2 separate regions of the Zea mays genome follow, and region 1 is linked to region 2. The links are chromatin contacts, called in public Hi-C maps. All regions are on one chromosome and are shown on one strand. The core of a region is the stretch at or near the end of the contact, and the rest is flanking DNA. Distances in the headings are between cores, read along the strand shown. Region 1 holds the start of LOC100282567 (eukaryotic translation initiation factor 6). Region 2 holds the start of LOC100285670 (Activator of 90 kDa heat shock protein ATPase).

Region 1 (6,352 bases), core at 2,023-4,522, 360 kb before region 2:
ATGTGGTCGATGGTTCCCTTCCATGGAGACATGGAGACTTTTGAGAAGCATTTGCTATACCAATGTCCCCTGCGCCATAGATAACTACAATTTCAAGATAACATCCTTTTTTTCCCCAAGCTTATTCATCTGCCGGCGTAACACTGAGAAGCCATGTATCTGCATATAGCTGTTGGTGTGAACAAACAATGGAAAACAAACAGTAGCACGAGCTTCAACGCAGAAGTCTACAATTCAGAAACCACGGATAAACCACGAACATATCAGAGGGTTATGTTGTGCTACTGATAATTCGACTATAGCTTGCAATACATCTTTTAGCAAAGGCAAACTCTGACCCACATCTGCTGGCCCCCCAGTTACACGTAACTGTCTATCAGAGACTTCCTCATGTCCTCCACAATCGCAGTGGGCTGCCCTTCTCTCAGCTTGAAGACGCTTTCGATGACTGAGAGCTCGGTGGCTGTCGTGTCCGAGCCACAAAAGGCAGTCCAGTCGTTCACTGTCATGCCTGCAGCAATGACCTCGCTTCCTCTGTTCACAGTTCCTGCGACAAGAGGAACTTGGAGGAGCGTGGAGAGCTCGTCAAGGTCTTCAACGGATGTATGGGGATGAACCTGCATAAATGTATTCGTTCACTAAATACTAAATACAACATTTGCAAGCTTTAGGGAACATATGGAATGGAAATGTAGCTAACAGTTTACGTACCAAACCACCCCTGTTAGAGAAGGCGCAGTAACTCCCCACAAGGATATTTCCAGCAATAGTCTGCCTAAACACCTCGACCCCAAGCACATCTGCAATGAACTCCTCAGTCTCCTGTTGAATTCATTAGCACAAAGATTTTAGCTTGATGTAATCGAGGATGTGCAGAGTTTCAGGGGCTAGCGACAGAATAAACTCCTCAGTCTCCTGTAAATTTTACCTTGTCAAGGTCAGGGTGCGTAAGTGCAACATGGTCATTGCAGGCTATGCAATTGCCAAGGGCAGATAACCTCTCATCAATGCGCTGAACCACCACTTGATCAGGCAAGCAATTCCTCAGATGCTGAAGCTCTACAAAAGTTCCAAAGCACATGGAGGAAAAAATTACATATCATTTGTGGCAAACCAGGACCTACGATAACCTATACAGCCCAGTTGACAGGATAGTTACCACTATCCTCACCGTTTTCTTTGTCAATTAGATAAGGTAGAGACAAACAGATATACATTTGAAAAGAACAAAACTAGAAATCTAGTCATTGCGGATTTGCAAGCAGCAGCATGGCCATGCATCAGTTACCAAGATGGAGCCATATAACTCCCCAATGGTACGATATACCAAAGGCCTAAAAGTTTTCCATGGAACTAGCTAAGTGCAGGTAAACAATATAAATCTGAGTGTTTACAAAAACAAAGGCAAATGAGGCAGCATATCTGACATACTAAGTGATTTATATACTTAGTTTGGGAAACCTAGTGTTACTTTTAGTATCCTTATGTAATTAACTCATCTTGAAGGTGAATGTTGATAGAAAACTAACATTTCTTGAGAAATAAAACATGAACAGAAGTGAACAATACAAAATGGAAATAACAGCATGCGTGTGAAAACATCTGGGTAATAAATTAATAGATTCGAAATAACCAGCCATGTGTAAGCATTAATAACAGATCTAGCAAACATTCACAGCATAAAGCAAATGCTTACCTTGGTCGGTTGTAGTATGTGGCAATAGAAGTCCATTCTTGTTTCCTGGGCAAACAAAGTGAAAAGGAAGGTGAAAACAAGTAGAGAATAAGCCAAATAGCAAAACCAAATTTCAGATATTAACCAACACAAAGTCGGCCTATTATTCTAGTGCCACCAATAGAGGTCTTGACCACAGGGATGGCATCTGCAAGCTCAGCCTCAAAGGCACTGGACAACATTAGGAGAACACACTGTTAGAGTTAGCATTTCATCCACTTCCACCAAAGGAGCCCAATGACCCAAATGTCAAGTCTCAAAGAAATATGTAAGACTAACCTGTAGAAGTTCTCTGACCCTCCAATCGCTACCAGACAGTAAGCATTTGTCAGCTTGGAGAAAACACCAATTTCACAGTTGTTCTCAAACTGGATACCTGAAAGAGTCCGCATCCACAAGTTGCAGATAAGTAATTGAAAACACATATTCCATGACCAGCAGGGTGAAAGGTTAACCCACCCATATTTAGACAAATAAAAAAACTGTATCTTTTATGTTTTTTTCATTGATGAAAAAACAAAAGAGAACAAAGCATGTATAAAAAATGAACAGAACAATTCTTACACTAGCACATGCAACTATTGCAATATGACTGTAATATTGTCAAAATACTGATTCTAGAAACTACACACAAGCCTTCACAGGTGTGTAGCGGCTTAAACATAGAGCAAACCGGATGCAACACTATCATTCAAGACTAAATTCCAACCAAAAACATGGACTAGCCAATACAAAAATAATATCAGCTAATCAAGTGCAACTTTGAACCCAAGATTTATATCTTGCCTCTGATACGCTGCATAAATCATGAAATGGTAGCTACTGAGTCTATTAATCATGAATCGTTGATGACACTAACATGCCATATAACAACCTTAAAACAAAGATTAGAGCACCGCCAACTCGAACACATACGAATCATCTAGGCACAAAACTCGCACCCAGAAATATGACACGAAGGAAATAAAAACGAAACATACGGGTAGCCATGGTCGATTGGTCTTGGCCGCCGCAGCTCCTCGTCTAAACGCGCACCTGCAGATCAAACGCCGAGCTGATTAAGAACTTATCGAACGAGGGGAAAAAACGATTAGAGGTGGCGCATCTACAGGCCCAGGAGGAAGAACTCCACGGTGCCTCGGTGGTTCCAGAGGAAAAGGTGCGCCGCCGCCGCCGCGGCGCCGAGGTGGGAAGAGGCGGTCGGGCACGTGTACGGCCAGGGAGGCAGGGATCTGGGTTTCACCTTCGCGGCTAGGCGCGGGTGGGGGCAGACGCCGGTGCACGCCACGACGAATCCCCGAGACACCCCCACCTCCCAAGAACCTAACCGACGCACGCTGCAGCGTGGAAAAGAAAATAGGGACTAGGGAAGCGGGGCGGGAAAGAGAGGAGGAGCGATCATGCTTACCAGTCAGAGCGCAGCGGAGGCCGCAAGGTCGCCGCCGGGGACTAGGGTTTACGCTGCGGTGCGGGGGTCGGGGATGAGAATGAGACGGAACGGAAGAGGGCAAGAGGCCACCCGGTCCCGGTTTGATTTGAGAGGTCAGGTCTGAAGGCGACCCGATCGAATGGGTTGCTTGACCGACCCGATCGCACAGGTTGGGCTGGGCTGCAGGAGGGCATTCAGTTGGGCTACGTCGTCTGTCTTGGGCTCTTAGCCCTTTTGTTTAAAAAAACATTGATTTTTTTGCTTTAATTAATGTCGATTACTATCGTGCCATTGCAAATTGCATACTTGCCGCTCTCGGTGATACAGGCAGGTCCCATGTGTCAGTGACATCTTTTCAATATCAAGGGATATGACCTTGCGTGGATGTTGGTAAGCAACAACTTTATCATCTGTCCCACTCGTAAGATGGTGGGCCTACTATCATGGCTGAACTAGACTTCTAGTAGAGCGATTAGTTGACTGTCTCCTTCGTTGAGATGCTCGAGATCCTATAGACATAGGGGCATAGGGCACACTGTTGTCCAACACTTTAGACATCTCCAACAACATGTTACGGGTAGTACCACCACAGGGTCTGCTATGCTACAGAGCACGACGTGGAACTCACTCAACTCAGGGTTGTGCATGCAGGTGTGATGAATTTGGCGATGCAGTTGTGTCCGCCTCCTTTTTCCACTATAAACTCCTTTGATTTTTCATGTCCTCTTTCTAATATCATGAGACCATAGATACTTTATATACCTCTTACAAATCTCACACCAGTGCGCATGATTTTCACATGCTAAGTAATTGGCTAATGAATTTTTCTTAACATGGTCCAACTTAGTCTAGCTCATTATTACCAAATATTAACTATTTTATAATAATAACAAAAGGGGATGTAGCTCAGATGGTAGAGCGCTCGCTTAGCATGCGAGAGGTACGGGGATCGATACCCCGCATCTCCAGTTTTTGTTGTTTTCTCTTTTTCTCCATTTTTTTCGTGTAAGTCGTGCCTTTCGAAACCTACTGCACTCAAGCTTCACCGCACCTCTCAAAGTCTTTAAAGAAGCAAAAGAAAAAGCAACACAAAAAGGCCCGAATCATTTGTCAAGATCCGAGATTTCATCCACTGCACCTCTCAGTCTTTTAAGAAGCAAAAGAAAAAGTAAAACTTTTATTTTGCCAAGCACACACGCTGCTTGTCTCTACTCACTCTCCACGCTAGCACCTTGGCCCAAAAACTTACAATAACTCCCAATTCATGTGACGCTAGAGTCTAGCAATTCTCGTGGTCAGATTTTTCTGTATCTCTATGTTTTTAATTTTTGTAAAAATAAACATCGAAGCAAGTAGCATGGTTTTCTCTGTCCTTTAAATTGCGAGTAATTAATTATATTAGAATGTTGTCTCCTGGAATTTATCCCAACGTCCCATCGTCAATCAGTTGGAACTTGAGAGCCAAAGGATCATTTACAGAGCGGAATGAGAAGGCGAGCGAAGACGATCATTTTTAAAACTCTTATACCTGTTGAGTTTTAATAAGGCTCTCTTTATAAAGAAAAATCTTATTAAACATGAGTACTCCATCCATCTGTGTAAGAGATAATCTAGTTCTCGATCTAGGAAATTGTCCGTCTAATTGAAAGCTAGAAATCGTACTTTTTATTTTGCCACGGAGGGACCGTGGTCCATGACCGATTCATACTCAAGTAAGAAAGTGTTACATGTTGGATCTTTTATGGGTTTGGCTCATTTATTGAATAAACTCTATGGTGCGTAATGGTGGAGAATACCAATAGTACCACATTGAAAGTCCAAGGGTCTTTTGCCTTGACTTATATGGTGGGATTTATTCCACTTAACTTGAGAAGTCAAGAAATGGACAAGGGCGTGTCACGCGCGTGCGCCGCCGCCGACCGAGTGACCCTGTCTCTTCATCAGCTAGCCGAGTGACCCTTCTCCTTCAGCTGCCGACTCATGGCGTGACTCGGCGAGAGCTGGCCGACTAATGGCATAACGACTCGGCGACCTTTCTCCTTCAGCTTCCCTCTGCGAGAGGTTAAATAGAGGAGCACCCCTGTCATTCGGTACACGCGAGAACACTTTCAGAATCGCAGTCCAGCCGCCGAGTGAGGGTATTTCCATCTCGTGACTCTGCGCGCACAGAGAAGCAATAGGGCAGGTGCCTCCGAAGCCGGTGCCGCTCCAACATGACAAAAGAAGCTGGTCAAGGATCTGGATCATCAGAGCGCATCGGAGGGTATGATCGTTTTATTTACTTACTGTTTTGTGTTCTGGATATTATATATGTTTCATATATTCTTCTATGCTGCTTCATATGTAGGAATGATTTTATCTTATCTGTTCTGTCTTATTGTAATATGATAGATCTGTCTGTTTTAATTTTACAGTCATGATGTTTGTGTTTCTATCTGTTTATTTTCATCTGTTCAGTCAGTATACATGTTTATCATATTTATATGATTTATATAATTCACATGCTCTATGTTCTCTTGATTCATATTGGTATGGATCAATTTAAGATCACGATTTCTATAGTTAATTATTTATTATATGTCATCATCATAATGTTAATTTATGGAATTAAAATAATACGGAAAATGCCTATAATTCTAACAATCCAAAAACCTAATGTTAGACATTTTTCTGTCAGAGGTTTTGTTGTTGTGCTAAAGCCTGATCTTTTCGATGGTAAAAACTTCTTGATATGGAAGGCTAAGATGGAATTGTGGCTAACTGCAATGTCTTGTTTTCATACCGCTGAGGACAAGCCTGCCAACTTACCTCCTGAGGATGAGGCTAAGTTTAAGGCTGAAGACAACCTCTTTCGAGGTGCAGTGATTAGCGCACTTGACACAAAATTCCAGAAAAGCTATATCATCCTTCCCACGGGGAAAGAGCTGTGGGATGCTCTTGTTGGAAAGTTTGGAGTTACTGACGCTGGTAGCGAGCTGTATCTCATGGAGCAGTTGTATGACTACAAGATGGTTGAGAACCGATCTGTAGTGGAACAGGCTCATGAGTTTCAGGCACTAGCTAAGGAACTCGAACTTTTTCCTTGTCCTTTGCCTGACAAGTTTGTGGCTGGCGGTATAATCGCCAAGTTGCCACCTTCTTGGAAGGACTTTGCTACCTCTCTCAAACATAAGAGACAAGAGTTCAAT
Region 2 (6,053 bases), core at 1,828-4,327:
TTGATGGTTCAATACTCTTATTTGCCTTGATCTAATGCTCTACTGAGCATGAATAGTGTTTTCATTTGGTCTGACACTATGTTTCTCTTGTAGTCCAACAACTAGAACAACACTCCTATGATCACCCCTTTAGGGTTTGCTTAGTCGTATGGTTCGAAGTCCCTTAGCATGTGGTCTAAAACTAAAAGTTGTCTAAAGGGGAGTGAATAGGCGAAACCTAAAATTTTAACTCAAATAAAAAAACTTGATCTGAGAATTATCGCAATATGGGTTAGAATGAGAATGGTAAGTCTAGGAAAAAAATCCAAGTTCAATATTTGCTATTGTTGCTAAAGAACGGAAGTGGATAATTGATGTTGGCAACAATATAGGATGTAAGTGTAGAATAAGTATAACTTCGAGAAGAAAGGGGCAAAACAAATGACAAAGAGAAAGCATAAAGAGACATAATGATTTATTTATCGAAGTTTGATTTCACAAAGAAATCCATGTCTCCGTTGAGGAGTTCCTAAAAGATAGGGTCTCTTTCAATCCTTTCCTCACTCAAGTGATCACCAAGATCAAACTTGAGTCTTTACCTTGCTCAATGCTGGGACATATGTCTCGCAAGGTTCTCCACACAACTTAGAGCTCTTGCCCGCTTTACAACTAAATGAGAGCTTCAACTCCTAGACAAAAAGACACCCAGAAGGTCCGGTGAACAGGAGGAGGACGCACCGACGAGGACCCAGAGACCGAAGCCTTGTCGCCAAGCCAAGAATTAGCTAGGACACCACCTTGTAACCCTTAGCTCTACCTCCACCACGATAAGAGACTTGGGAGCCTCTCCTCCCTCTGTTGCTCGCTTGTAACTCTTACTACGAGCTTTGATATCAATGGTGCCGGTAGCGTAAGCCACCGATGAATGGAAGTATGGACATTCTGCCCGAACTAGTATAAATTCTGCGTCCACCGCGCACATCGTCTGGAGCCTGGAACGAGCACAATAAATTTACTTGTTGGAGCAAGGTTTGAAACATCGACACTTCTCTTGCTCAACTTGTGGCTTTGGTTGAGGCTTCACTTGTGGCTTCACCAATTTCTTGGTTGGGCACATTGAGGTGAGGTAACCCCAAGTGTGACACTTGAAATATTTGTCATGGTTTAGCCTCTCTTCTTCCTTCTTTAACTTGAGCTTGTCCTTGTTGGGACATGCCTTGGCAAGATGACCCATCTCATGGCATTGATAACACATGAAATGAGATAGCATATTTTCTTTTAGCTTCAAGCGCTTGCCTTTGCTATTGCTCTTGTTGAAACCAAGGTCACTCTTATCACTATATCTTCTTTGATTTTTTATTATAAGATCATGTGTGACTTTTGATTTATGTCACCCCTCAAATTTGTTGCTCAATCTTTGATTTATATCTTCTTCACAATCTTCTTTAAAGAGCTCAGTAGGGAACCACCACCAAGCCGTCTAGAAGGTGACAACCTTTAAGAGTAACAAGCCAACGACCTTGCTTGATGATCTCCCTAGTGCCTCAAAGCTCAACCAACTGATACAGTACACTAGATGGCTATCAATCTCACTAGAATGCAATCCCAAACAATATGAGTGGGAGAGAGAAGAGGAAGGCTCTAATATGCTTATAAGTGTTCCAAATGGCCTCCTTAAGGTGCCCAAACCGGACACCAAGTATATATAGTCCCCCTCTCAAAACTAGCCATTATGGTCACTTTTCGAGCAGACCGGGCATCCTCGGACAATCTACATTTCAAGCTCGGACTGTCACACAAGAATCCCAACGGCTATAAACGACTATAATATGTTAGAGCACCCCAAATTTTTTTGGGGACGGTCTGCCCCATAAAGCCGGACAATTCGTAATACATTAAACCGAGGCATACTGAGGTTCTACTGACTTGGCATGGTTGCTGAAATTTGTACTCCATCAAAACCGGGGAGCGTTAAATGGGGAAAGTGAGATGCAGACAGTGACACTACTCGTGATACCTATGGACGCTACCACGACGAGGTTGGATCACAGAGATTGACACATAAACCAAGAACAAATATCTATTTTGACTAAAATGTTATACTCCTCCCTTTCTAAAATAATAGTTGTTTTAGCTCTTTGTTTTTATGTCTATATTTAAATGAAGGAATATATATATGTATATATAAACATAAATCAAGTACTGTATGAATCAATTAATTAACTAAAATAAAATTTATTTGGGAGAGAGAGTATATCTGAAATGCCTATATAGCCAAATACTTTTATACTAGTATATTTTTATATCTATACTATACTTAAAGCACCAGTTTCAACGGTCGTCCCGCGTCACCTTTTTACAAATAACCCCTCAAAGCTATTTCAAATTAACCCGTTGCACGCCTATAGATGGACTCCATGGTGTTTGAGGTTGCTGAATTGGATGGAGCAACAATGATTTGTCACACTAACGGTAAAATGAAATGTAATTTGTTGGTTTTAAACATTAGTAATTGCTACGAAGTAGCATAATTTATATGGAGCGCATCAAATTTTTATTGATGCCTTACTTTAGCAATCACTCCATATTTTGATCTATCTTTTTTATAAGTTTGAGTTCATATGACTTAATTTAGAAATTTGAGCTCACAAATTTTCTCTTATTTGGTCTCTGTATGGTGGAATTATGTCATTTTATAATCTCTGTTCGTTCAGTCAGTCGTTATGAACTCTCTTCTAATCGCTCACTTCATTAGTCGTGTTGTACCAATAGATATTGGATGGAGTAATCAATAACATTAGTTAGCTAAATCAAAAAATATTATATAGAGAGCGGAGACAATTAATTTTTTTAATTTTTTTGGTAAATAATTTATATATATATATATATATATATATATATATATATATATATATATATATATATATATATATATATATATATATATATATATATAACGGACAACCCACTAGTATGTACAAATTTTAAGATCGAAACTGTCTTGTATTCCACCGGTACAACCTACGTACCAATGTACCAGCTGACCAGCTCCTGTTCCCCTTGCCCCTGAACTTCGAGAGTATTCCAATCCAGCACCGAACCATCCAGAAGCAGCCGCCTCCTGCTCTTAAAAAACTCTCGTCTCTGGTCATCCATTCCACACACCCAACATCACGAAACCACGCGCAGATCCAAACGAACCCGAGCCCTTCCAAACCCTAAGCTCGCCTCCCCTCCCCCCCAAACACCACCGCGCACCTATGGCGAAGTACGGCGAGGGCGACAAGCGGTGGATCGTGGAGGAGCGCGCCGACGGCACCAACGTCCACAACTGGCACTGGGCGGAGCGCGACTGCCTGGAGTGGTCCCGCGCGCGGCTCTCTTCCCTGCTCGCGGGCCTCACCATCCTCGACGGCGAGGGCGGCCTCAGTCTCCGCACCGTCGCGCTCGACAAGCTTGATGGCGAGGCCTACGTCAACATCCGCAAGGGCAAGGTCATCCCGGGGTACGAGCTCTCGCTCACCCTCTCCTGGGAGGCCGAGGCCGCCTCGGAGTCCGGAGCTGCGAAGGTCACCGGCACCGCTGAGGTTCCCTACCTCGCCGACGAGAACGCCGACGAGGACCCCGACCTCCGCGTCACCGTGCGCGGCGACGAGACGCCCCTCGCGCTCCGCGCCAAGGACGCCTTCCTCTCCCGCGGGAAACCCATGGTGCTCGAGAAGATCCGGGAGTTCGTCGCTGCCATGGCCAAGGGTGGACCGGCCAAGGACGAGCTGGACTCCAAGAAAACTCCCACGAAGGTCGCCGGCTCCGCACCGGCGAAGGAGGCGGTACTGGCTCCTGCGCCGGCTGTGGAGAAGAAAAAGGCCAAGGGGAAGGACAAGGAGGGCTTCAAGACCATTGAGATGACGGAGAAGTTCTACTGCCGCTCAAAGGACATATATGAGATCTTGATGGATGAGAACAGATGGAAAGGGTTTACGCAGAGCAATGCGAGGATCAGCAGAGAGGTTGGAGGGGAATTTAGCCTCTTCGACGGGTCCATCACTGGCGTCAACGAGGAGCTGCAGGAAGGGAAGCTGATTGCACAAAAGTGGCGGTTTGGAAGCTGGCCTGACGGCTTGTACTCCTCGGTAAGATTCATGACATGCCTGGGTCCCTATGCCAGCTACTCATTTTGCTATTGCTCTTGTATGCTCACTAATTTAGGTACTTAATTTGGGTGCTGAGATTTAGGAAAATATGACGAATAACTCTTAATTCGTTTGTTGATTAGTAGTTTGTTGAATTCAAGACAATAAGATTAACATTTAATAAGACTATTCAAGAAAATACAAGTTTGATGAACCATGTCGTTGTTTCCAACCATTTTGAACTGTCATTAAAATATCAATCTAAAGATTAACACTAATCAATATATGTTCATGTAGCTCCCTCCTATGAATCCCTCCACTCCATATTATAGTTCACTTTAGCTTTATTCTAAGTCAGTTTCCTCTAACTTCGGCCAAGTTTATAGAAAAATGTATTAGCATCTACAAACATCAAACTAGTTTCCTTTATGGCATATTATTCTGATAGTGCATTTATTTGAACCTGCAAAAATTAGAGCCTGCTTGGTTTACAAACAAAAAATGCCATGCCAAATATTTGGCAAGCAAAAGTTGGGCAAAAAAATGTGCTATAGATTTGGCAATCCAAATGTGGGATCTTGGCAAGTTTTGGAAGCCAACAAATTAAAAGCCAAATCATGGCCTGTCAAATCTTTGGCTTGGCATATTTTGGAAGCCAACAAAGATGACCCTTAATTCGTTTTTTTATAAAAAAAAACGGTTAAAGTTAGGGAAGTTTGACTTAGGGTGAAGCCAAAGAAAACTATAATTTGGAATGGATGGAGTATATTTTAAACAAGCACATGGCACCATCTAGTGAAATACCATCTAATGTGTATACTGTATATTATTGAAACAGTTAGGTGCTCTAATTGAGCACTGTATGTTGCTGAATTTTCTCGCTCTAGTTAACATGTGCTCCCTCTTTAACAGAAAGAATGGAATTCTCGCTTTACAAACTATTCCAGATCTGCCTATATATGTAGGAATACTTTCAACAATTTTATCTTCAGATATATTTATTATGAAAACATAATCCATGATTAATGTAGTGATAATTGTTATGTAGTTAGCACTTATTTTTGTAAATATTTAGTCAAAGTTAGGATTGCTTGACTTCTTGGGAAGTGAGATTTCCATTCTTTTGGGTGGATGGAGAAGTTGCCAAGCGCACCGGCAACGTATGCGCACTGTCAACGTGTAGTCATGTACTATGTGGAAACATGCAATGTGCACCATTTATCTTGAGTTGAGTTTAGCAGTAATCACAACAGTTTGGTGAATTGTCTTCAGTCGGTATGCAATATTTCTTTGTGGTTTGTAGGGTCATGTAATTCTTATTTTGATTTCAGCAGTAATTTAGCAGATGAAATTTTGAATTTTTCGCAGTGGGTATGCAACACCTCCAAGCAATGCATAATACTGTATTAATGTATGTGGGGCTGTGGGCTCATCTTATTTGGAACGTGTGTGTAGTAGACTTGTGGATTTATATACTTGGCCGCCTCTTCTCCTTTCAAATGCTGCTCTATGGTTACTGCTGTAGGAATGTAGGATTTCACTTGAGTTAAGATATAGTGGCAGATGCTTTATGTGCACAAGGCATCTATCTATAATTATGATCACGCCTGTGCATACGACCTGGACTATGTTCGAGTGATGTGACGGAGTCTGGATTTCACCCGAAATGCAGGTCCGGTTGGTGTTTGATGAGCCCGAGTCTGGAGTTACAATCATAAAGCTCAAACAAACTGATGTGCCAGAGGAAGACAAGTATGTTGATATTCCTATGCTTCGAACACCAAATCTGTTGATGCTTGTCTCTTGTACTTACGATCTGTTTGCTTTTGAGTACTTGCAGGTATGGAAATTCAACTGTGGTAGAGAACACCGAGAGAGGCTGGAGAGAACTCATATTCCAGCGGATACGCGGAGTGTTCGGTTTTGGGATCTAAAGAATCT

Evidence for each region. Hi-C and Micro-C count contacts between places; a contact is called where the count stands out from the background.
Region 1: a contact with region 2 is called in a Hi-C map of leaf, with 5 times the contacts expected there. The contact joins the promoter of LOC100282567 here to the promoter of LOC100285670 in region 2. A contact is called at or near these places in 3 of 25 Hi-C or Micro-C datasets (ear, leaf and tassel).

What each region holds. Positions count from the first base shown.
Region 1 is chr1:202,566,624-202,572,975 of Zm-B73-REFERENCE-NAM-5.0, reverse strand. It overlaps LOC100282567 (eukaryotic translation initiation factor 6), which reads right to left and starts at 3,272. Exons shown (of 8, transcript NM_001155475.2): 1 at 3,144-3,272; 2 at 2,716-2,770; 3 at 2,015-2,111; 4 at 1,821-1,906; 5 at 1,697-1,741; 6 at 929-1,059; 7 at 712-822; 8 at 190-617. The coding sequence starts at 2,725. The coding sequence ends at 360. It overlaps TRNAA-AGC (transfer RNA alanine (anticodon AGC)), which reads left to right and starts at 4,060; the gene lies at 4,060-4,132.
Region 2 is chr1:202,206,600-202,212,652 of Zm-B73-REFERENCE-NAM-5.0, reverse strand. It overlaps LOC100285670 (Activator of 90 kDa heat shock protein ATPase), which reads left to right and starts at 3,077. Exons shown (of 3, transcript NM_001158561.2): 1 at 3,077-4,112; 2 at 5,785-5,864; 3 at 5,953-6,053. The coding sequence starts at 3,240. The coding sequence ends at 6,046.